6 separate regions of the Mus musculus genome follow, and all the other regions are linked to region 4. A link is a contact called in public promoter capture Hi-C data. All regions are on one chromosome and are shown on one strand. Each heading gives the region's core, a stretch centred on a gene start, on an enhancer-like site or on the middle of the called end of the contact. The rest is flanking DNA. Distances are from core to core; before and after follow the strand shown. Region 1 holds the start of Zfp110 (zinc finger protein 110). Region 2 holds the start of Zswim9 (zinc finger SWIM-type containing 9). Region 3 holds the start of Mzf1 (myeloid zinc finger 1). Region 4 holds the start of Zfp78 (zinc finger protein 78). Region 5 holds the start of Trim28 (tripartite motif-containing 28). Region 6 holds the start of Zfp446 (zinc finger protein 446).

The links. Promoter capture Hi-C pulls out the DNA fragments that hold promoters and counts their contacts.
Region 1: a contact with region 4 is called in a promoter capture Hi-C map of pre-B cells. The contact joins the promoter of Zfp110 here to the promoter of Zfp78 in region 4. A contact is called at or near these places in 3 of 39 promoter capture datasets (cranial neural crest, pre-B cells and second pharyngeal arch cranial neural crest) and 1 of 484 Hi-C or Micro-C datasets (B cells).
Region 2: a promoter capture Hi-C map of cranial neural crest shows a contact between it and region 4. The contact joins the promoter of Zswim9 here to the promoter of Zfp78 in region 4. A contact is called at or near these places in 2 of 39 promoter capture datasets (cranial neural crest and pre-B cells) and 1 of 484 Hi-C or Micro-C datasets (rod photoreceptor).
Region 3: a contact with region 4 is called in a promoter capture Hi-C map of pre-B cells. The contact joins the promoter of Mzf1 here to the promoter of Zfp78 in region 4. A contact is called at or near these places in 5 of 39 promoter capture datasets (cranial neural crest, frontonasal cranial neural crest, maxillary cranial neural crest and 2 more) and 4 of 484 Hi-C or Micro-C datasets (B cells, CD4 T cells and rod photoreceptor).
Region 5: a promoter capture Hi-C map of cranial neural crest shows a contact between it and region 4. The contact joins the promoter of Trim28 here to the promoter of Zfp78 in region 4. A contact is called at or near these places in 4 of 39 promoter capture datasets (cranial neural crest, frontonasal cranial neural crest, pre-B cells and 1 more) and 1 of 484 Hi-C or Micro-C datasets (muscle stem cells).
Region 6: a contact with region 4 is called in a promoter capture Hi-C map of pre-B cells. The contact joins the promoter of Zfp446 here to the promoter of Zfp78 in region 4. A contact is called at or near these places in 4 of 39 promoter capture datasets (cranial neural crest, maxillary cranial neural crest, pre-B cells and 1 more) and 2 of 484 Hi-C or Micro-C datasets (B cells and regulatory T cells).

The regions. Positions count from the first base shown.
Region 1 is chr7:12,833,238-12,836,593 of GRCm38.p6, forward strand. It overlaps Zfp110 (zinc finger protein 110), which reads left to right and starts at 1,524. Exons shown (of 8, transcript NM_022981.5): 1 at 1,524-1,927; 2 at 2,210-2,290; 3 at 3,056-3,182. The coding sequence starts at 2,246.
Region 2 is chr7:13,277,028-13,280,372 of GRCm38.p6, forward strand. It overlaps Zswim9 (zinc finger SWIM-type containing 9), which reads right to left and starts at 1,694. Exons shown (of 5, transcript NM_177312.4): 1 at 1,617-1,694; 2 at 119-401. The coding sequence starts at 393. It overlaps Lig1 (ligase I, DNA, ATP-dependent), which reads left to right and starts at 1,799. Exons shown (of 29, transcript NM_010715.3): 1 at 1,799-1,932; 2 at 3,121-3,194. The coding sequence starts at 3,178.
Region 3 is chr7:13,053,493-13,056,513 of GRCm38.p6, forward strand. It overlaps Mzf1 (myeloid zinc finger 1), which reads right to left and starts at 1,272. Exons shown (of 6, transcript NM_145819.2): 1 at 989-1,272.
Region 4 is chr7:6,361,371-6,364,584 of GRCm38.p6, forward strand. It overlaps Zfp78 (zinc finger protein 78), which reads left to right and starts at 1,938. Exons shown (of 5, transcript NM_001025163.1): 1 at 1,938-1,977.
Region 5 is chr7:13,022,257-13,025,437 of GRCm38.p6, forward strand. Trim28 (tripartite motif-containing 28) reads left to right here and starts at 1,896. Exons shown (of 17, transcript NM_011588.3): 1 at 1,896-2,805; 2 at 3,048-3,160. The coding sequence starts at 2,463. Gm31649 reads right to left here and starts at 2,333. Exons shown (of 1, transcript XM_006540453.4): 1 at 1,452-2,333. The coding sequence starts at 2,289. The coding sequence ends at 1,744.
Region 6 is chr7:12,976,443-12,979,472 of GRCm38.p6, forward strand. It overlaps Zfp446 (zinc finger protein 446), which reads left to right and starts at 1,406. Exons shown (of 6, transcript NM_175558.4): 1 at 1,406-1,670; 2 at 2,556-2,936; 3 at 3,009-3,030. The coding sequence starts at 1,410.

The sequences.
Region 1 (3,356 bases), core at 274-2,773, 6.5 Mb after region 4:
ACAAACCTAGTCACAGGTTAGCTAATAACTGGCATTACCAGAACCCACAGCCTCTCAATGTGTACCATACAAATCAGCCCCTGTGTGTAACCAACAAGCTCAGTCAGTCAGCAGGGTCTCAAGGGAGGGAGTGAAGATTGAAAAGAAAAAGACAATTAGACAACATTATAACAGGACTCAAGCCCCTGCTGAGCCTGAAGTGGGTTTATTTTTCTCTAGTCTGTTTTTTCTAGTCTATTCTAAGTACATGCAAAGAATAAGGTCAGTTCTAAGTCAAGGTACAAACAAGGCAATAAACAAAGTCCTGTGGTATTCAGGGACTTACAAAACGATCAAGATCTTGATCTTAGCCCCAAGTCAAATTCTTGCCTGAGCCTACTTCCGTGTCCTAGCCTAATGTCAAATTCCTGCCCAATTCCTAGAAGCAGTCCCAAGAGCTCTCCACATGTATGGATATTTACAGTTAGCATCCCTGGGACTGAGTGTAATTTTAGTTTTCCTCATACATCTCTGATCCTCCATGTCCCTTTGTAGCTGGTCTTTGCAACTTTGTGGGTTCTCCTCTTCCTCCCATCTTTATCCATGCCCCCTTTTTACCCCTTAACACTAGACTGGAAAGAAACAGGAATAGAGGGGAGAGAGGAATTAGGAAATCCCTGAATCTGATTTCTTTTCTTTTGCTTCTCCTTTGACCTCAGCTACTACGAAACCACAACCAACCTCCTCCCTATACAACCAACTGGTCCAGCCCAGCCCCTAGCCTATCGGGCCCTAACATTAATATACTCTCTGAAAAGTTCTCAGAATTCCAAATATAACACAATCACAAAAAACTATCTGCTACAGACAGAACCACGATTCTGCTAGAGCACAAAACAAATCACGGTCAGCTGCTACAGGCAGTCTGAAGCAGCCCCACATCCCTATACCTGGAATCAAACAAAATATTATTTTATAATATTTGTTTGTTCTTCCAAGAAACCAAAATTCCAGGATTCTCACTACATCCCTTCCTCTGCTGGGGAAAACTAGAGAGGACATTTAGTGTAGCCTACCATATTTTAAGTCCACCAGGTCTCCATACTTCCCACCTAAACGTTATAAGCCCACACCACCCTGCCCAGACCACACAACCCTGCCCACTCTACTAATCTGGACGCAAACGCCTGTCCTCTCATGGAAATTTGAGTACTTTTAATTCCGATGCCTAATGGCTTTCTGTTTCTACAGTTACTCCTTTCTTCCTCTCCCTTTAAGGGTACCGGTGAAACTTCAGTAAGATTGCATCCTTTTCTCCTTCCCCACAGTAAACTCCGTTAAATGACTTTGTCTTCTCTTGCCTCCGACCCACAGACAGCCCCAATCCGGATTCCCTCCCCCTCTACACTAGTAGAGCCGTAGGTTCCATCTGTCCCCTCGTCCCGCCTTCCTTGCTCTGCTACGCGGCGTGCCTCGCTCAGCCGACCTAACACCAGCACTTCCGGCCCACCCCCTTGCCCATGCCTAGCTTCCGTTTTGTCCAAGTTCTTTTGCTCCTGTTAGTGGGTTCGATTCTCTCCTAGCCTCGGTCTCTGTCCACAGAGGTACTGGTGCTCAGCGTCTTAGTATCCTTCTTCAAAAGCTGCATCCTAGTTCTTTAGCAGTCAATAACACACTTTTCGGACTTCGGCTTCGCCCGCCAACAGGACAAACGCCGCCTAACTGCTGCCGCTCGACGTCCGCGGGGGCGTCTGGGAGTTGTAGTCCGGACTCGTGAGCTGGCGCAGTTCGGGACAAGACCGACGGGCGAGCGCCATTGTGTCTTTCCGCAATCGTAGCGCTGCGTGAAAGCCCGTCGGGGGCAGCACCCATCTTCTGTTTTATTTGCAACCTCTGGAACCCAGTGTCGGCTTCGTTTGTGGCGCCACTTCTACGGACCCGGGAGAAGGTGTGTAGTCGTGGGTCCGAACAAATCCTAAGGAAGACATCGCGTTCTAAATAAGGACCACAGTTTAAGAAAACCAACCGCCTTTTGGATTAGATGACATCAGCTGTCCCCTCTCGGTTAGAGGGGAACCTGTCTTGTAGGCTTATGGGAGTCGGGAAGAGGATTCACTGGGCACTTTGCAATTTTGGGGTGGACTGGTCATGTCCTGCTGAGGGGTGGGATATGGGCAGAGGTGGGGGAGCCGCTGGGCACATTCCTTAGTGCCCCCCTCTTCCACTTTAGGTTTCGTCAGCATTCTGCCTACTCCTGGGAGAGAACATGGAGGACAGTATGGCTTCCACGCTTCCAACAACCTGGCCCCATGTGAGTAAAGGCTTCTTTTCAACTTTTGAGTCGGCTCAGGGGTCGGCTAGTGGTGAGACGTTTGTTCTCAAATATCATTGAGTTTCGGGAGGAGTTGGAGGACTGCCCAAGAGGGTGGTTACAATAGAAGAAACAAACAAACCGATTTCTGAACCAGGAACTGGCAAGCCAGATTGAGGCTTTTTAATTAAAAAACAATACTATTACATTTGGGGGGGGGGGGGCATGCACGTGTGTGCCACTGCCTGCTTGTAGAGGACAGAGAGTACCTTTCCGGATCGCTACCCTTCTTCCAACATATGAATCCTGAAGATCAATCAAACTCAGGCTTGGTAGCAGGCACCTTTACCCACTGAGCCATCTCACCAATCCTTTTCAACCTTTATTTTTTCTTTTTTTTTTTTTTTTTTTTTTTTTTTTTTTTAAGCTGAGGGTCTGGTGAAAGAAACTGACAAGTGTAAGAAGATAAGAAGCTCATGTTTAGTTTTCAGCAACTACTTTAAGGAAGTGACAATTCAAAAACAAGAAAAGAGGTATAGATGGGAACCAACAGTCCTATCCCCTGATTAGTGAGAAATGAACAGGTTTTCATAGACCACAGTCTCACGTGTCCCCTGATTAGTGTCAGACCGATTTGCTCAAGGATTCAGACAAAGGAACATGAGATAAGTAAAATGTAGCTGGGTCATCTTGCTCAGCCTTCCTATTTTTCTGTCACTGTAGAAGAGGAAAACCCTGGACTGAACTGCATCTTGTGCCTTTCAGGAGTCTGTGAAGTTTGAAGATGTATCTCTGACGTTTACCGAGGAAGAGTGGGCACAGCTGGACTTCCAACAGAAGTGCCTGTACAGGGAGATCATGATGGAGAACTACAGCAACATGATTTCAGTGGGTAAGGCAGCCTCCACTTTAATAAAGAGCTGTTTGGGTGGGTGGAGCATGCTTTTAATTCCAGCACCTCAGAGGTGGAGGAGGATTGGAAGTTCAGTGCCAGGCTTGACTCTACCTGCCCCCACCCCAATTCTGGATGTGCGGTACCCCTGAACTGTAAGTGCTTGGGCTCAGG
Region 2 (3,345 bases), core at 444-2,943, 6.9 Mb after region 4:
TCTGTACTTGGCAGAATCAGTGGGCTTCTCTCCCTGGTATTAAACCTGTGGGTTGGAAGCTGTTTGGCTCACCCCTTGCTCCCCTCCCCCTGTAGGGTCACAGCTCAGGCTCACGCACCACGCTGTGGACTTGTTGGGCATGCGCACATCCTTGCACACCAGCAGCACGTAGCTGTACTTGAGCACGTGGATAAGCCTGTAGAGTGGGGGCGTGTTGGCCCAGGGGCTTCGTGCCACACGTGTGGAGCTCTTCACCGAGAAGACTACCAGTCGCTGCTGGCACCACTTGTCGAAGAAGCGGCTGAACTCAGCCCAAGAGAAGAAAGTTCGATCCAACAATTCCTGTTCCTCCTTCTGCACGGCTGCGCTCGGTAAGGGCTCTGTCAGCTCCATCCTGGGACCTTGAGTAGAAGTGGGGAGAAGAGCTGGACATCAGACCCATCTCCACCTGGGTTACCACAATTTCATCATCAGACTGTCTTATCAGCTACTGCTGCCTCAGGTACGTCTCAGACAAATCAAAGTGGTTTCATTGTTTGCTTTCCAGATAGGAATCTCCATCCCATTTTTGTGGTTCACCTGTTGCCTTCCCAGATTCAGTTGGCATTTAATCAATTTCAATCCTAGTTCCAGTTGCCTTAGATGTGACCTCTAGGTACAAATGGAATCAGTTCTACATATCTTGCCTTTAGCTCAGCTGTGAGCATCTTTGCAAATGTATTCCCAGCTTCTTGCTAAGATTTCTCCTTCTTCCAGATGTGAGTCCTATGCCTGGTGATAATATCTAGTAGTCCCATTCATCTGTAGCTCCCTTTCCCACAAGTCTACATTTGAGTGTAACTCATATCTACTCTCATAGCTAAGGCATGAATCTCTCATCCCAGTCATAATCCTCATACACCTTTCTTCTCCCTAGGTGTATCAAATGTGCAGCTGTTGCCCCTCAGATATGACTGCCTTGAACTGCTACTTTGATCTGTGTTTTTTGCTTCCCAGAGATGCTCTTATCTCCAGATGTGCTGCCCATGTCCAGTCAGGGATCATTCGCCTACAGGGGTGTGGCCCACTTGTGGCAAATTCAACTCAGAAGTGTCACCAATAGTCATCTTTGGTCCATACTCCTAAGACTTATTCTCCTCCTGGGCCAAGTTGCAGTCCCCTCTTCCCAGAAATTGCTACTATTCTCAATGTGTATCTTCGTTTTGGACACGGCGCCTTGTCCTCAGATGGGCTTCTTCACTACTAATGCTCCCCCGGGCCCCCACGTCCCGCTGAGCCTCTTGTCCCTTGCACAGCCCCTTTTATCCAGTTCCCACCTCTCGAGACTCTCTCAACCTGTCTCTCCGCTGCTCCTCCCGGCCTGACCATCCCACATAGCGGTGCTTCTCCACTCCTAAAGCTGTGCACCCTTCCGGCCCCCTCCCCCTCAACTCACCTACCCAACCCAAAGCGGCGTCCACCTCCCACAATGCCTCGCGCCCAAGCCCAGCCCGGCCCTTGCTCCCGGGATGCCCCGCGCGGTATCCCGCCTTTCTTCCCCTAGTGCCTGGCAAGGTGGCTTTCCACCAACCCTTCTCTTCTCCCCGACTGTCACCCTTACGACCTCGCAGGCTCACCGGCTCATCCACAGGGAGGACAGGCTTGGGGCCGCTTCCCAGCATGCTGTGCGGGACAGCGCCCCTCCCTCTCCCCACTCTGTCCCATTTCTAGGCTGCCTCACGCTCTAGAGACTACAACTCCCAGCAGCCTCCGGGCGATAGTTGCGGCACGCGCTACTCGCAGGCCCCCGCCCTTGCTCGTCTCCGCCCCCTCCCGCCAAAGTGCGCGCGAAATCTGTGTGGCGCGAATTTGGGGATTTCGGGTTTGCGTCTCTGAGCGAGCGAGCGAGCGAGTGAGCGAGTGTGGCGGCGTCCGGCAAAGTGATTTGGAGAGGCAAGTGGGGACGTGGGCACGGGCTTGGGGCTGGGGTCGGCGAGAGTGCCGAGCGCTTGTCGCCAGTGAGCTTTGCAGGTTCCGGGTGCGGCCAGCGGAACGGGAATGGGGACGTCGCGGCGACCGAGGGCGCAGGAGAGAGGGCAGCAAGGAGCCGTGTACAGGGAGAGCCACTGGCTGACTGGCTGACTGATTGACTGGTTGACCAAGGCCGCAGGAGTTTTGGTGTCTGCGGAGGACTGGTGGCGGCTTGGAAGGGCGTGACTAGGGAGAAAGCCTGGCGGTGGGCGTGGCCATCAGAATTAGTGGCGCCAAGAGAAGAGGGGCGGCCTGGGGCCGGAAAGGAAGGCTTGAGTGTGGTGTTTCACCCTGGACGCCTGCTATCAATCGGTGTGGGATGCTTGGTGTTATGGGACGCTTGTAATGAAAGCAAGGTGACGTCATTGGTCAGATAGTGGTCCGATTTGAAGACTAGAGAAGCTTGGCGCGATGAGTGTCAGGAGCCAGGGAAAAGGTGAGCTTGGCTGCCAGAAGGGGCACGGATGGGATAAGACTGGAGATCTGCAGACACTTAGGGGAGGGTCAGGTCTTGTTGCTTAGTGTATATGGAGTTGAAGAGGCAGAGAAACTTGAACAGGGAGGACAGAGGGAAGTTGTCAGGGTGAGGATGGACATTTGGAAAGGGAAGCTGGCCTTTGGCATTTGGCAGCCAAGGAAGGCTTCAGATATAGCTTAGTGGTACAGTGTTTTCCTAGCAGCAACAGACCCTGCCTGGGTTCTATCTTCAGTAATATAAAGGGGAAGGGGGCAGATAACGAAACTTAACTCTCAAAGAATAAAAATGTGAAAAAAAATAAATGTCAGTAAAATTTTCTCATTCTATGGAGAGCAGTCACCATTAAGATAGATCCACCTGTATCTATCCCATAATGCTGGGTTTACAGGCATGTACAACCATGCCTGCCTGACATTATTATTATTATTATTATTATAACATGGGTGCTGGAGATTCAAACTCATGTTCTCTCTCTCTTTTTAACAGCAGGCACTCTTACCCACTGAGCCGTCTCGGCAGTCCCTGAATACACTTGTTCTTTTATTTCCTTAAGAGTTGTGTTCCCCTTTCCCCCAAGTCTTAGTCTCTGGCACAGCCAATATCCTTAGCTGGTCTTTGGATTTCTTTTTCAGGTACAACTGATGAGAAAAAAAGAGCAAGAGAGGAAAGGAGAGACTTCTGCTGCCAACATGCAGAGAAGTATTATGTAAGGCCCCTGCCATGCTCAAGGCACTTTGTGTTGTGATGTTTCCTGGGAAAATGAGAGCTAACATTCACCCCAGATAAGGGCATTGATGACAAGCCAAAGAAATGATTCCACCAAAATTTAGCTTAGTAAAACAATTGAGTTATATGGT
Region 3 (3,021 bases), core at 22-2,521, 6.7 Mb after region 4:
CTACTTGCACCCAGACATCAGTACCACTGCTGCCTCCTCCTGGACTCCCAATAAGAGTCCCTGTGGACAGCCTTTTGCGGTGGAACAAACAAGTCCCTTAATGTTTTCTACCCAGTCTTGGACTTGGCCTCTCTCTCAGGCCCCAACATTCCTTTCCCAATGTGGTATCAAGGGGACAGCCCTACTCCACCCAATCCCCCATCTCAGCTTCTCTCAGGCCAACAGGTTTCCATATATCTCCAATACCAGAAGCCAACTCATCACATCCAACAGCGATACAAGTCTTCAGCTCTCTAGTTTAGTTGGTTGGGAGGTGACTGGGACTTCTGGGTACCCTTAAAGGCTCTCAACTCATTAGACCAACAGTCTGCAAGGGTACTACTTTTGCTGTGCCTATGTCAGCTATAGTTTCCTCACTTGTAAAAAGGACTGACTTCTCCCATGATACTTTCTGCAACTGGGACTTTGTGAAAATCTAAATTTACTATTGCAGTGGCATCAGCTTAGAGGCAGCTTGATTTCTGTGGGTTACACCTCTGCTCTTTAGGGTGCTAAGTCAACTCGAAACCCTGAGAGAAACTTGGAACAGCCATAAAGCAAGAAGAGGTTCCGGAAATACATTTCCCAGAAGTCTAAGTGAGCATCCTCGCTTTAGGGTGCCAATGTGTCCGGTCGCCGTGGCACCTGTGGCGATCAGCGCGGTAGCGCGTCAGCACAGGGCCGGTTTGCTGGGAGTTCCTGGACCCCCTACCGGCGCTCCGGGTCTAGCTAGACAGCTGGAATCCCAGAGTCCACTCTACCCAGACTCCTCCCTAGGCCTTGAGGTGAAGGGACTCCCAGCCTTCCTTCAATGCTCCGAGGGAGGCTGTGCCCTCGTGAACATGCGCACTCTCGTTCGCTTGCTCCATATCAAACTACATATCCCAGACTGCTTTGCGCGCAGCTCCAAGCCCTTCTGCCCTTCCCCCACCCCAGCCTCCGTTTCTACCCTTCTTCCCGTCCCTAGGGGATTGCGCTGGTTGCAATAATCAGCTCGCACTCCTGGACGTCTCTTCCCACACTCCCGGCCACGAATTCAGGCGTCAGGGCCCCGACGACGTGCACAATCCTCTCGGGGGGCAACGGATTCAAGCACCACCTTCCAGACTGCGCATGCCCCCACCACTTTTTTTTTTTTTTTTTTTTTTTAAATGTCAGTTCTCTACCGGCCTTCCAGGGATTTGCAGGGTTCTGCACCAATCACCGCTCTCACTAGGACGCCGTCTCCCCGTCTCCATGGCAACGACGGGTTCGAAAAAGAGCGTCCGCTGGGCTACCTGCGGAACCACTGAAAGAAAGGCTTAGCAAAATGCTTTCTGGGAGTCGTAGTTTGGAGGGTGCTGTGTGGGTGCGCAAACGCAGCACCACCGGATCTCTTTTGTATTTCTGCGCGGTGGGTAGGAGTGAGCGGGACTCCATGGTAACTAAGGGACCAAACCTGGTGGTATCCTAGGTAACGACCGCACTACTTGGTTTAAGAAAGGTCAGGATCTGTGGCGAAGCCAAGGGGAAGGGACAGGGACACAAATACCCAACGAGATGTCTATACAGGAAGGCAGAGATAGCCCCATACAGAGTCGGGGGAGAGGATGAGAGGGGTGGGAAAATTGTGAGGGGGAGACTGGATGCTAGGAGAGACTGAATATAAGTGAACACACATAGGTATGAATGAAAAGGGGGGAGGGTTAGTCATTAGAATCAGAGTTAGAACCTGAGTCATGTCAGAAAATTTAGGAAGAAGAGAGAAGCAGAAAGGGATTGGGATTAGGAAAGTGAGACATCGAAACTCTAGGGGCCAACCCAGAGTACAAAGGTAAGTGGGGAGAAATTAGAGATATAGTAAAGATGTTAATAGAGATACGGTAAAACGGACTGATAGGTTTCAAAGACTGAGGGATGGCAACAAAAAATTAGATGTGCGTGTGGGGGAAACATTTTCAGAGAAAACTCACACAAAAAATGACAACACACCAGAAAGAGGACGGGGACCAGTCCTCTAGTTTCCTAGCATCATTTACCAAACAATATTGCGACACCTGACTACTTAAACATTACCTCTCCTCCCCCATTTTTTAAATCTGTGATTGAAGTCGTAACACTATTCTGGTAGAAATTGACTTACAAGAAGCTGACAGGTAGCCGGGCGTGGTGGCGCACACCTTTAATCCCAGCACTTGAGAGGCAGAGGAAGGCGGATTTCTGAGTTCGAGGCCAGCCTGGTCTACAGAGTGAGTTCCAGGACAGCCAGGGCTATACAGAGAAATCCTGTCTTGGAAAACAAAACAAAACAAAACAAACAAACAAACAAAAAAAGAAGCTGACAGGTTGCAAATGAGTTCTGCCCAGCCATCACCTGGAAGGTAGCTAAATATCTCTTTATCCCTACACCTAACCTTTTGTTTTATTTCAGATTCATTTAGATTCATTTGTTGCATCTTCCTGAAACTACCTTTTGCTACCTTTCTGTTTTCCTTGAGGTAGTGGAAGCCAGATGCTGGGGTGAAAACCTAGCTCAGAGAGGTAGAAAAAGCACCCAGGTGACCTTCTTTCTCAGCTGAAGTTCCACCGCAAATCTCTCTCTCTGTCCCAAGAAACCTTCACATTGAATGTCCTCCCCCACTTCTACTTTCTGAATGTCTATCTGTCCTCTGGGTTCCCTTTCTCTCTCTCTCTCTCTCTCTCTCTCTCTCTCTCTCTCTCTCTCTCTCGCACGTGCGTGTGCATGTGCGTGTGCATGTGCGTGTGTATGTGTGTGTTTCTTAATATGTCTATGTTCAGTCTCTGTCAACTGGCTTCTTGTTCTGCTTCTTGACCTATGGTTGACTTTATTTAATCCTGTTTACAATACTCAAGCAGAAAGCTCTTGGATTAAAGGTGTGTGCTATGGCGGAACCACACCACAACTAAAAACAGTTTTTTTTTTAACCCCAATAAATAACACAACCTTGGGGTTTACAGTGTGATATCCTGCAACACATAAGT
Region 4 (3,214 bases), core at 688-3,187:
GAATTGATGACAACTAGCAGATATCTTTTATGGAATAGGTTTTCAAAGATGTTGAAATGTTATCTGAAGAAATCAGGAAATGTATGACACACCCTCCCTACTTTATATTTCTTTATAGCCCCCCATTTGTCAGGTCTGCTTTATCTGTGGAAATTAAGATCCAAGAAGCCAGGGAACTGTCTTTGCTTCTTCTCTCTCTTCATCCACATGGCCTCGTTTTATTTGTTTCAGCTTTTAATACAACTATCGATTTCTTGGTTCTTCAATGCAGGGTTAATTTCTAGTTTGGCAAAAGGCAGAAAAAAAAATCTGACTCTTGGGGTTGGGGATTTAGCTCAGTGGTAAAGTGCTTGCCTAGCAAGCCCAAGGCCCTGGGTTCGGTCCTCAGCTCCGGAAAAAGGAAAAAAAAAAGAAAAAAAAAGAAAAAAAATCTGACTCTTATATTTTGGTTCCTATGACATTGTCGTATTTGCTGCTTCCAACATTATGACATTCCCATTTTGTAGGTGAAACATATGCTGGTTTGCTGATCCCAGAGGTGATCAACATGAGTGGGAGGGAGGAGACAATCAGATGTAGAATAGTGGCTGTTTTTATTGTAGCAAAGCTTTCCCGCAAAGATCAAACTTCCAAGCCTTGCGTCGTGGGGGCTCACACCATTGATTTCAATTTGGAAGAAAACGAATGGATACAGAAAGATCAAGAGTTACCCATTTCGGAGGTTAGTCTGGGCTAACCACCTCAAATCTCCCTCTACAAAAATTATAATCTCAAAAACTAACAATAAAGATCGAGCTTGGTTAAGTAAGGGACAGTGACATCAAGGAGGCTCACAAAAGAGTGTGAGGGAAGCCTCACGAAAGGGTGGGGAGCCTAACAAAGAGCTGGCGCAAGACTCGCCCTAACCGACACGGCTAGGAATCCTGGGCAACCCTTCTGTATAATCACGCACTCAGCCACACACTGTCACAGCTCCAATCCGTTCTGCAAACAGTCTTAAATGGTGCCTTTCTCCTCAAATTCTGCCCTTTTTCTCTGACTCCTCTGAGAAGCCGCCCCTTCTCCTTCAAGCCCCGCCCTCACCTCGGGCTGCGGGGAGAACCTCCCTACTTGCTAAGCCCTGCCCCTCATCTCAGAATGCTGTAAACCCTCCCCTTTTCTGCTTAGCGCCAGGCTCACCATGCACTACGCTGAAAACCTGCTCTTTCGCCTCAAGCCCCGCCGCCCTCTAGATTTTGCTGAGAACCCGCCCCTTCTATACTAAGTCCCGCCCTCTAGAATCTGCTGAGAACCCGCCCCTTCTTCAAGCCCCGCCTTCACCTCTGACTGTGAGGAGAACCGCCCTACTGGCTAAGCCCCGCCCCTTCAGATTGCCGAGAACCCACTCCTTCAATGCTTAGCACCGCCCTCACACGAGCCGCTGAGAACCCGCCCCTTCTCCTCCAAGCTCCGCCCTCACCTCCGGAGGCGGAGACCAACCGTTCTTGCTAAGCCCCGCCCTCACCTCGGATTCTTCTGAGAACCCGCCCCTCCTCTAATCCCTGCCCTCACCTCACCTCACACAGAGCTGAGAACCCGCCCTACTTGATAACCCCGCCCCTCACCTAATACGGATAAGCTCCCGCCCCTTACCCACTTAGTACCGCCCTCTCCAGGGACTCTGCTGAGAACACGCCCCTTCTCCACCAAGCCCCGCCCCTTACTCCAGTTTCTTCTGGGAACCTTCCTATCTAAGCCCAGCCCCTCACATCAAACTTCTGAGACCCTTGCTCTTCTCTGCTTAGCTTTGCCTTCACCCTCAGTCTAAGAAACTGTTCTCCGTAGTACCCGCTTCTCATCGCAGACTTCGCTGAGTACACGCCCCTTCAGCCCCACCTTTCTCAGATTAAGCTCTTAGGTCGTCGCTGGCAGAGGCTGCGCTTGCGCACACATAGCTTGTAGGAAACCTCCCAGCGTTCCTCGGTTGACAGCGTCTGGGTAAGGCAGCTAGCGGGCGCTTGTTAGGGAGTGGGAGCCCGAGCGCTGCGGGCAGGGGAGATCCTCGTGGTCCCTGTGTTTTCTGTCTGGAGGTAGGCAGGCGGTTGCGTGGAATCTAGGGGGCACGAAAGCTCAGACGACTGGGCGTCCGGATCTAAGTCTGTGCTTGGGTGTGCCAGGCCCGTGCGTGTGTGAAAGGAACTGGGCTGTAAGTTTTCGGTGTGAGAGAGGGAGACAGAGTCTGAGAGAAATAAGTGCTGTGATTGTGAGAGAACTGTGAAATGTATGATGATAAGTGTGTCTTCCAGTGATCTGCATTACAGCACTTAAATGCTTGGAATCTCCAAAGTAATAAATACCTTGTTGACTGCTCTTGATTGATGGCTGACAAGACTCAAGGTAGTTTCAGAGTCGGTGCTGATCATCGCAGACGCTAAACGGGATTAGAGGATCAGTCCCAAACCCCATCCAGGAGAGGACAGGAGCTGAGGTTGATCACCAGATGCCAGTCCTTTTGTTGATGTTTCGAGACAGAATGTCATGTAATCCAGCAGTCCTCAAACTCTTTATGTAAGTAGAGGATGAGTTTGGAACTCTGATCTTCCTAACTCAGCCTTCCAAGTGCTGTAATTACAGGCGTGTGCAACCCACACTCAGATAAATGATTTACACAGCCATGCTTACGTGATGAAGTGTCCATAGCGACTCAAAAGGAAAGGATTCAAAGAGCTTTCTGACAGGAGTATTGTATCCCTGCATAGAAATCCTGAGAGGCCGTTGAGGGAAGTGGGTAAAGTGAAGATAGGATTGTGTTGGAGACTTCAAGATGTTGGAGATACTAGAGTCGTGGGGTAGCTGCAGCCTGAGTGTGGAACCAGCCCAAGACAGAGAAGTACGTGGCAGTCAGCAAAGCTGAAAGGATTCGGAGATCTGAATGACACAGAGATGCAGAATTTAGAGTTTGCCCTGCTTGTTTTCCGTCTTTGTTCTTTGGTCCAGTATTGATTTTCTTATTGTGCTCCTTTCTCTCCCTTTTGGAATGTGTTTTTATTTTTAAAGATTTATTTATTTTTGCTTGTATGGATATTTTGCCTGCATGCACAAATATGTACACCAAATGCATGGCTGGAGGCATGGATCTCCTGGAACTAGAGTTACAGGCAGTTGTAAGCTGCCATGTGGGTGCTGGGAATTGAACCCCAGTCCTCTAGAGGAACATCCAGTGTTCCTAACTGCT
Region 5 (3,181 bases), core at 646-3,145, 6.7 Mb after region 4:
TAGACTCTAAGCCATCTCTCCAACCCTTTTCTGATAGTATATTACTATTATTATTATTTTACTATATTGGTTGATGTGGTGGAGTATGTATCCAGTTTGACTTCACTATGTAGCACAGGCTATACTTGGACTCATACTCTTCTACAAGCACCTGCATTATACCGCATCTGTCTGTCCTACCTCAGAGTCTTAGCTCGCTTCTGTCTAAATTTTCTTTCCTGTTTGGGGACAGTGTCTGGATAGTTACTTCTACCAATACCTATAATTATTATTTTATTTTTAAAAAATTCACCAGGCATGGTGGTGTGAGCATTTAATCCAGCCCTCAGGAGGCAGAGGCAGGTGAATCTCTGTGAGTTGGCTAGCTGAGTCTACAGAACGCTACAGAACGAATTCCCGGACAGCCACGGATGTTACACAAAGAAACTGCCTTGAAAACAAAACAAAAACAACAAAAAATTAAATCGCATGTGTAGTGAATGCGCACACGTGCCTCAGACTGAGCATGAAGTCAGGACAATCTGAGGGAGTTGGTTCTTTCCTTGTACTTTGGGGTCTTGGTGATTAAACTCATGTGGTCAGGCTTGGTGGCAAGTGTTCCTGAGCCGTCTCACAGGCCTCCATCACCGCTCTTTCCCACCCCTTGCCGTGGTTCTGGTGTGGTGGGGATACAGCTTCGTACAGCCTAGGCAAGCAAGCGGTCTGCCACCCATTCAAATTCCCAGGCCCCATCACTTATTTACTTTGCCCTTGTGTCTCTGGTACCCTAAAGTCTGCTCCCGGGGTTGAGGTAGGCGTGGTTCACAGGCACCCTATCCTGGTGAGTCCAGTCCCAGCAGTCCGTGAAAATACTCCGCAAATATTTCTACGGGGAGCCCGCACTCCCCCCGCCCCCCAACCCCGTGCTTGCTTTGCCAGCTTCCAGATCATACCCTCCTTTCTTGAGGTAGGAAGTGAGAGTCCAGAGGCTGGGTCTGGTGGGGGCGTGGCCCGCCGAAGGGTGAGCGCTGAACTGCCGAGGAAGGAACAAAGGCTGGGGCGGGGCAAAGCCTTGGGCCCCCAGCCTGATTGGGAACAAAGGCCACACCCGGGACAGTGGCGGGATACTCCTCGTCTCTCCGCTGCCACGTGGGTGAACACCTGGTTCCGCGCGGAAGGGGTAGCCTCTTGCCGTTGAGAGCCTTGGAACTGCTTGCGGGCAACAACTCACTGTAGCCCAGATCCAGACTGGCGAACGGATTGCCAGTGCACTGCAAGGCTGCAGAGGCATCCACTCTCAGCACGGCAGTGTTTGGGAAGGGGGACAGGTTGCCTTTTCACATTGATCCTGCTTCTGAGATGAAACGCTTAGCCGCACTTGATCCTGCTATCCTCTACCTTAGATCAGATTCTTCAACCTAGGTCCAGCTCCTCAGTCAAGATTCCTCCCCAGGTCTTATTTCTCCCTCAGATAAGATTTATCAATCAGATCCAACTTTAATTCCTTAGCGTTAAATGTTCAGTTCTCCTAACACACACACAAAAAAAAAGAAAAAAGAAATCACACTAAAATCAGTATAGCAGAGGACTAACACAGAAGGGGCTTTCGAAGGACTGGGCAGAGTTTTACAGAATGGCTTCGCAGTATCTCTCTGTGATCTGCGGTTTGACTTGGACAACTTTCTGCTTCCCGAGTTTAACAATAAGAAAGTTTGGGTTAAGACCGCCTCCACGTTCGGCGGGAACTTCCTGGCAAAGACCCCCTCACCCCCTCCACCTGGGCTCCGGCGCTTTGCTCTGCCGTGGCCCCGCCCACCCTGTATTGTCCCGCCCCTCTTCCCCGACTATAGGCCAGGCTGCCGCTGCAGACGTCGCCACGCCTGCTGAGGAGGCGGGGCCTAAGGTTCGGCTCTGCAGGACCTGCGCGCTCAAGCACGCGGGTTGCCAGCCTGGGTGCACCGTGCGGTGGGCATGGGAGACGTCAAGCACGCACTCTGCGGGTGAATTCCTCACCAGCAGCATTGCTACTCTGGATCTAGAGGGGCGGCAGCGAGTGGAAGGGAGGGCCCTGGCGCGTGCGTAATCTGCGCCCCGCCCCCAGGCTGCGGTGCCCAACGCGCGTGCGCGGCGTCGTCGGCGCCAGATATTTCTGTCCCGCCTCCAGGCCGCGGCTCTTTCTGCGAGCGGCGCGCGGTCAGGCGGTTGTTCGCAAGTCTTGCGGCGCGAGTGTCTCAGAAGCGAGGGAGGAGGCGGCGCTGGTGGCGGCGCCGTCGTCTGTACAGAGGCCCGCAGCCAGCGGCTTGGCCGCATCTCGACAGCGCCTGGGGCGCGGCGGGCGTCGGCCCAGGAGACGCGTGGCGGCGCTCGGCCTCGCGGCATCGGCGGCTGCCTGGCCGTTGGCGGCGAGCGCACTTGCGCCTGCGCAGCGGGCTCCGTGCCCCTCCTCCCCTGGGCGGCCCCCCCACCCCCCCGGCGGCGTGTGAATGGCGGCCTCGGCGGCAGCGACTGCAGCGGCCTCGGCCGCGACGGCCGCCTCGGCGGCCTCTGGTAGCCCAGGGTCGGGCGAGGGCTCGGCGGGCGGTGAGAAGCGTCCGGCTGCTTCCTCAGCCGCGGCGGCCTCTGCAGCCGCGTCGTCCCCTGCGGGGGGCGGTGGCGAGGCGCAGGAGCTTCTGGAGCACTGCGGCGTGTGTCGCGAGCGCCTGCGGCCCGAGCGGGATCCTCGGCTGCTGCCCTGTCTACATTCGGCCTGCAGTGCCTGCCTGGGCCCCGCTACACCCGCCGCAGCGAATAATTCGGGGGATGGCGGCTCGGCGGGCGACGGCGCTAGTGAGTACTGGGTGGCCAGGTGCCCCTCCCCCTCCTCGCAGCCCGTGCTCGGGACTGCGCCTGTGCGAGAGTATGGGGGCCCGGGTAGGGTTAAGTAGGCCTGCTGGTTTAAGAGGGGGCGGGGAACGGGTCCTGGCCTCTGCCAATGCCCGTTACCAGGTCTGGACACCGAGGTGCAGAATGTGATGGGAGATGTCAAGAAATCAGAGGGTGTGCATGCATTCCCATTTTTATCTTGGCAGTGGTGGATTGTCCAGTGTGCAAACAGCAGTGCTACTCCAAAGACATCGTGGAGAATTATTTTATGCGTGATAGTGGCAGTAAGGCCTCTTCTGATTCCCAGGATGCTAACCAGGTATGTCCTGTGGGAAATCTT
Region 6 (3,030 bases), core at 156-2,655, 6.6 Mb after region 4:
ACTTGAACACCCCAGTACCATAGACCTAGCTATCTGTTATAAATTTTATTTTGTTACCCTAAGAGCTAGGTCAGTAGGTCACCACAGGCCCTCTACTTTAAGACAGCTGAGAGGCTAACCTGGGGGAACTTAGATCCTGCCTCAAAAGATAAAATGTTTCATGGTTACATTGGCCAACCTAATATAACCATTATAATTAAGGACTGAGTTGGGGCTAGCTCAATGATAGTTTACCTATTAAATATGTGGTCTTAGATTTAATGGCCTGAACAAGGGAGAAATAAAGATGGTAATGGTCATGTCAAGCCCAGGGGTAAGATGTATACCATCACAAGACTCAACCAGGTCTATCCTGTGGCACATAGAAGGCTTAGAAACCAGCCTAGCAGGGAGGTGAGCACTAGAACAAAGGTGTTTCCAAGAGAGCTTTCTGGGAACCCCCTTAGGCCCCCTTAGCGCTTCTCCTCAATAGGTAGGTGGTGAGAGTTGTGTCCAGAGAATCTGTAAAAGACAAATTCTACCGACAGAACTGCTCAGGAGTTTTGGATGTAGAGAACCGCTGCTCTCTACAGTAGCTGCCAAGGAGAAGGTTCCTGGGTAGCAGAAGAAACCCAAGTAGGCAGATCGAGTTCAGGATTGAATGGTTTATATCACAGTCCAGCCACTTGATATGTGGAAATAAAACTAAGCCCATCTGCAATTAAGCTAAAAAGCCTCTAACTGTCGGATATGGGGGCCCATGCCTTTAATCTCAGCGAATGGGAGAAAGACTGGCAGAACTATTGAGTGAGCTCCAGGCTAGCTAGTAGGGTCTACAGAGTGAGTTCCAGGACAGCCAAGGACTTTTATTCTTTAAAGGCCCCATTCCCCCACAAACAAACAAAATGCCATCAACTGCCCATTGGGAGAAAAAAAATAAATATAAGTCATCTTGTCTAACTACATCCTCCTAAGTAAGGGTTGAGTATACCTCGTAATTTTAATCAGAAACCTCCGTCCTTATTTTCAGTAATGTTATCTGAAGACTATTAGTGAGGGTTGGTAATTACATGGTTACCTCCTCTGAGCACTTGTTCACCTGTAGGCCTACTGTCTCCACAATATCCAGGGAGCTTAACGGAGATCCGATGGAGGCCATACTGAGTTTTTCTCGCCCACCACCGCCTTTCACCTGGATTCCCAACGGGATTGTCTAGAACAGTCTGGACTCAAGAGGCCAAGGAGCCTCCACCTAGGCCTTCTCCGAGGCAGGGGGACCCTTACAGCTTAACTCAGAGAACAGCAAGAGGCCCTAAGTTGTGCGCTAGCTGTTACCTAGGAGACACAAGGAGCGAGAGTCCTTCCGGGAGCGCTAGCTCTGATTGGTCAGGATGCCTCTCTGGCCAATAGAAACCAGGTCCGTTGCGCACATGCGTAAGGAGGCTAACCCACAGTCGGCTCCGTCCTACGTGAGTCCTACGGCTGCGGTTGCAAGAGAAGAACGGCTGCCAAGTCAGGAGTGGGAACCCCCCCCGGAACTCTGCAGCAACGCGACCCCAAGGAGAGGAGCGAAGAGTCTCGCGCGTGAGAGGCCTTGGAAGCGTGCTGTCGTTCTTGCTGAGGCTCACGGGAGACGTAGTCCGAGCGAAGGGGGCCGATCCGGCGGAGCAGATGCAGGATTGGCCGGGCTGGTAGGGCAACGCGCGAGGCGGGGCGTTCTCTGAGTGGCAGTGGGACGTGCTCGGTGTCACTTCCTGGAAGTGCCCCAACCTCCTGGGGCTCTCCCACGCGTCAGAGGTGAGCTCACTCCTAGCTGGGCGGGCGCAGCTTCATAATCCGGCTCCTCGGATCACCGAGAGCACCTCCCAGCCGTCGGACCCACCCCTTTCCTGTGTCAGAGCCTGACACCCCAACTCTTGAGTTTCTCCAGAGCAGGACGGATGTCCCAAGAGAGCCGATTTAAAACCAGAATCTTAAGAGCTGGGACACAGGTTCCAGTTTACAACTCCACACAAAACGGGGCTGTTTGATTTTGGCTTTTGTTTCAGGGTTTCACATGCGTAGTAAGCTGAGGCAGTATGAGGCATCCACAATTCAGCTGCGATCAGCGAGCTGTGCCTCCCAACCCATAATAAGCTCCTGAGAATGCACCCAGGCTTTCAGCTCTGCCCCAGGTCTTGTACCTGTGTCTCAGAGCCAACTCTTCAGCTAGCACAGTGGTCTGCCTCCTGTCTGAAGCCTCAGGGCTCCAGGTCACCCAGGATGATGGTCCCACCCCCCTTCCCTCCGTGTCCTGCTTGACCCTTTGTCTACTGGATGAGCCACTTTCATCTCCCAGGAGCCCTGTGTTGTACCCAAATGTTTGAGCCCGTCATTTGCAGTTTTCTAGAAGGTCCCTGGACATTCCACCCAGTCATTTATCTTCAAAACAAAATACAGCTGCTCAACTGCTGTGGGGCTGCACCTCCCATGACCTTCTTTGAAGTTCTCCTGGCCTCAGGGTTCTCTTTTCCGGCTTCTAGGAGGGGTCTGGTGTGTGTCTTCTGACCTTAGATGACATTCTTCCTTTTCTGTAGGTCCCTCTGTCACCTCCAAAAAGACCCTTCAAAACAAGAATGCCATCTCCTCGGGGTACCCCACACCTATCCCTCAGAGACTCCAGGACCACCCTTGAGGAGCCTGAGGCTGCACGACTCCGTTTCCGGGGTTTCTGCTATGAGGAGGTTGAGGGACCCCGAGAGGCACTGGCCCAGCTTCGAGAGTTGTGTCACCAGTGGCTACAGCCTGAGTCATCCTCCAAAGAACACATAATAGAGTTGCTGATTTTGGAACAGTTCCTGGGTGTGTTGCCCCCTGAGATCCAGGCCTGGGTTCGAGGGCAGCGACCAGGAAGCCCCGAGGAGGCCGCAGTTCTTGTTGAGGGGCTGCAGCATGATCCTGGGCAGCTGCTGGGCTGGGTGAGTGAAATGACATTAGCTTCTTAGAAGGACAGATCGAAGGGAGAGCCCCTGTGACATGATTCTCTTCAGATCACAGCCCACATCCTGAAGC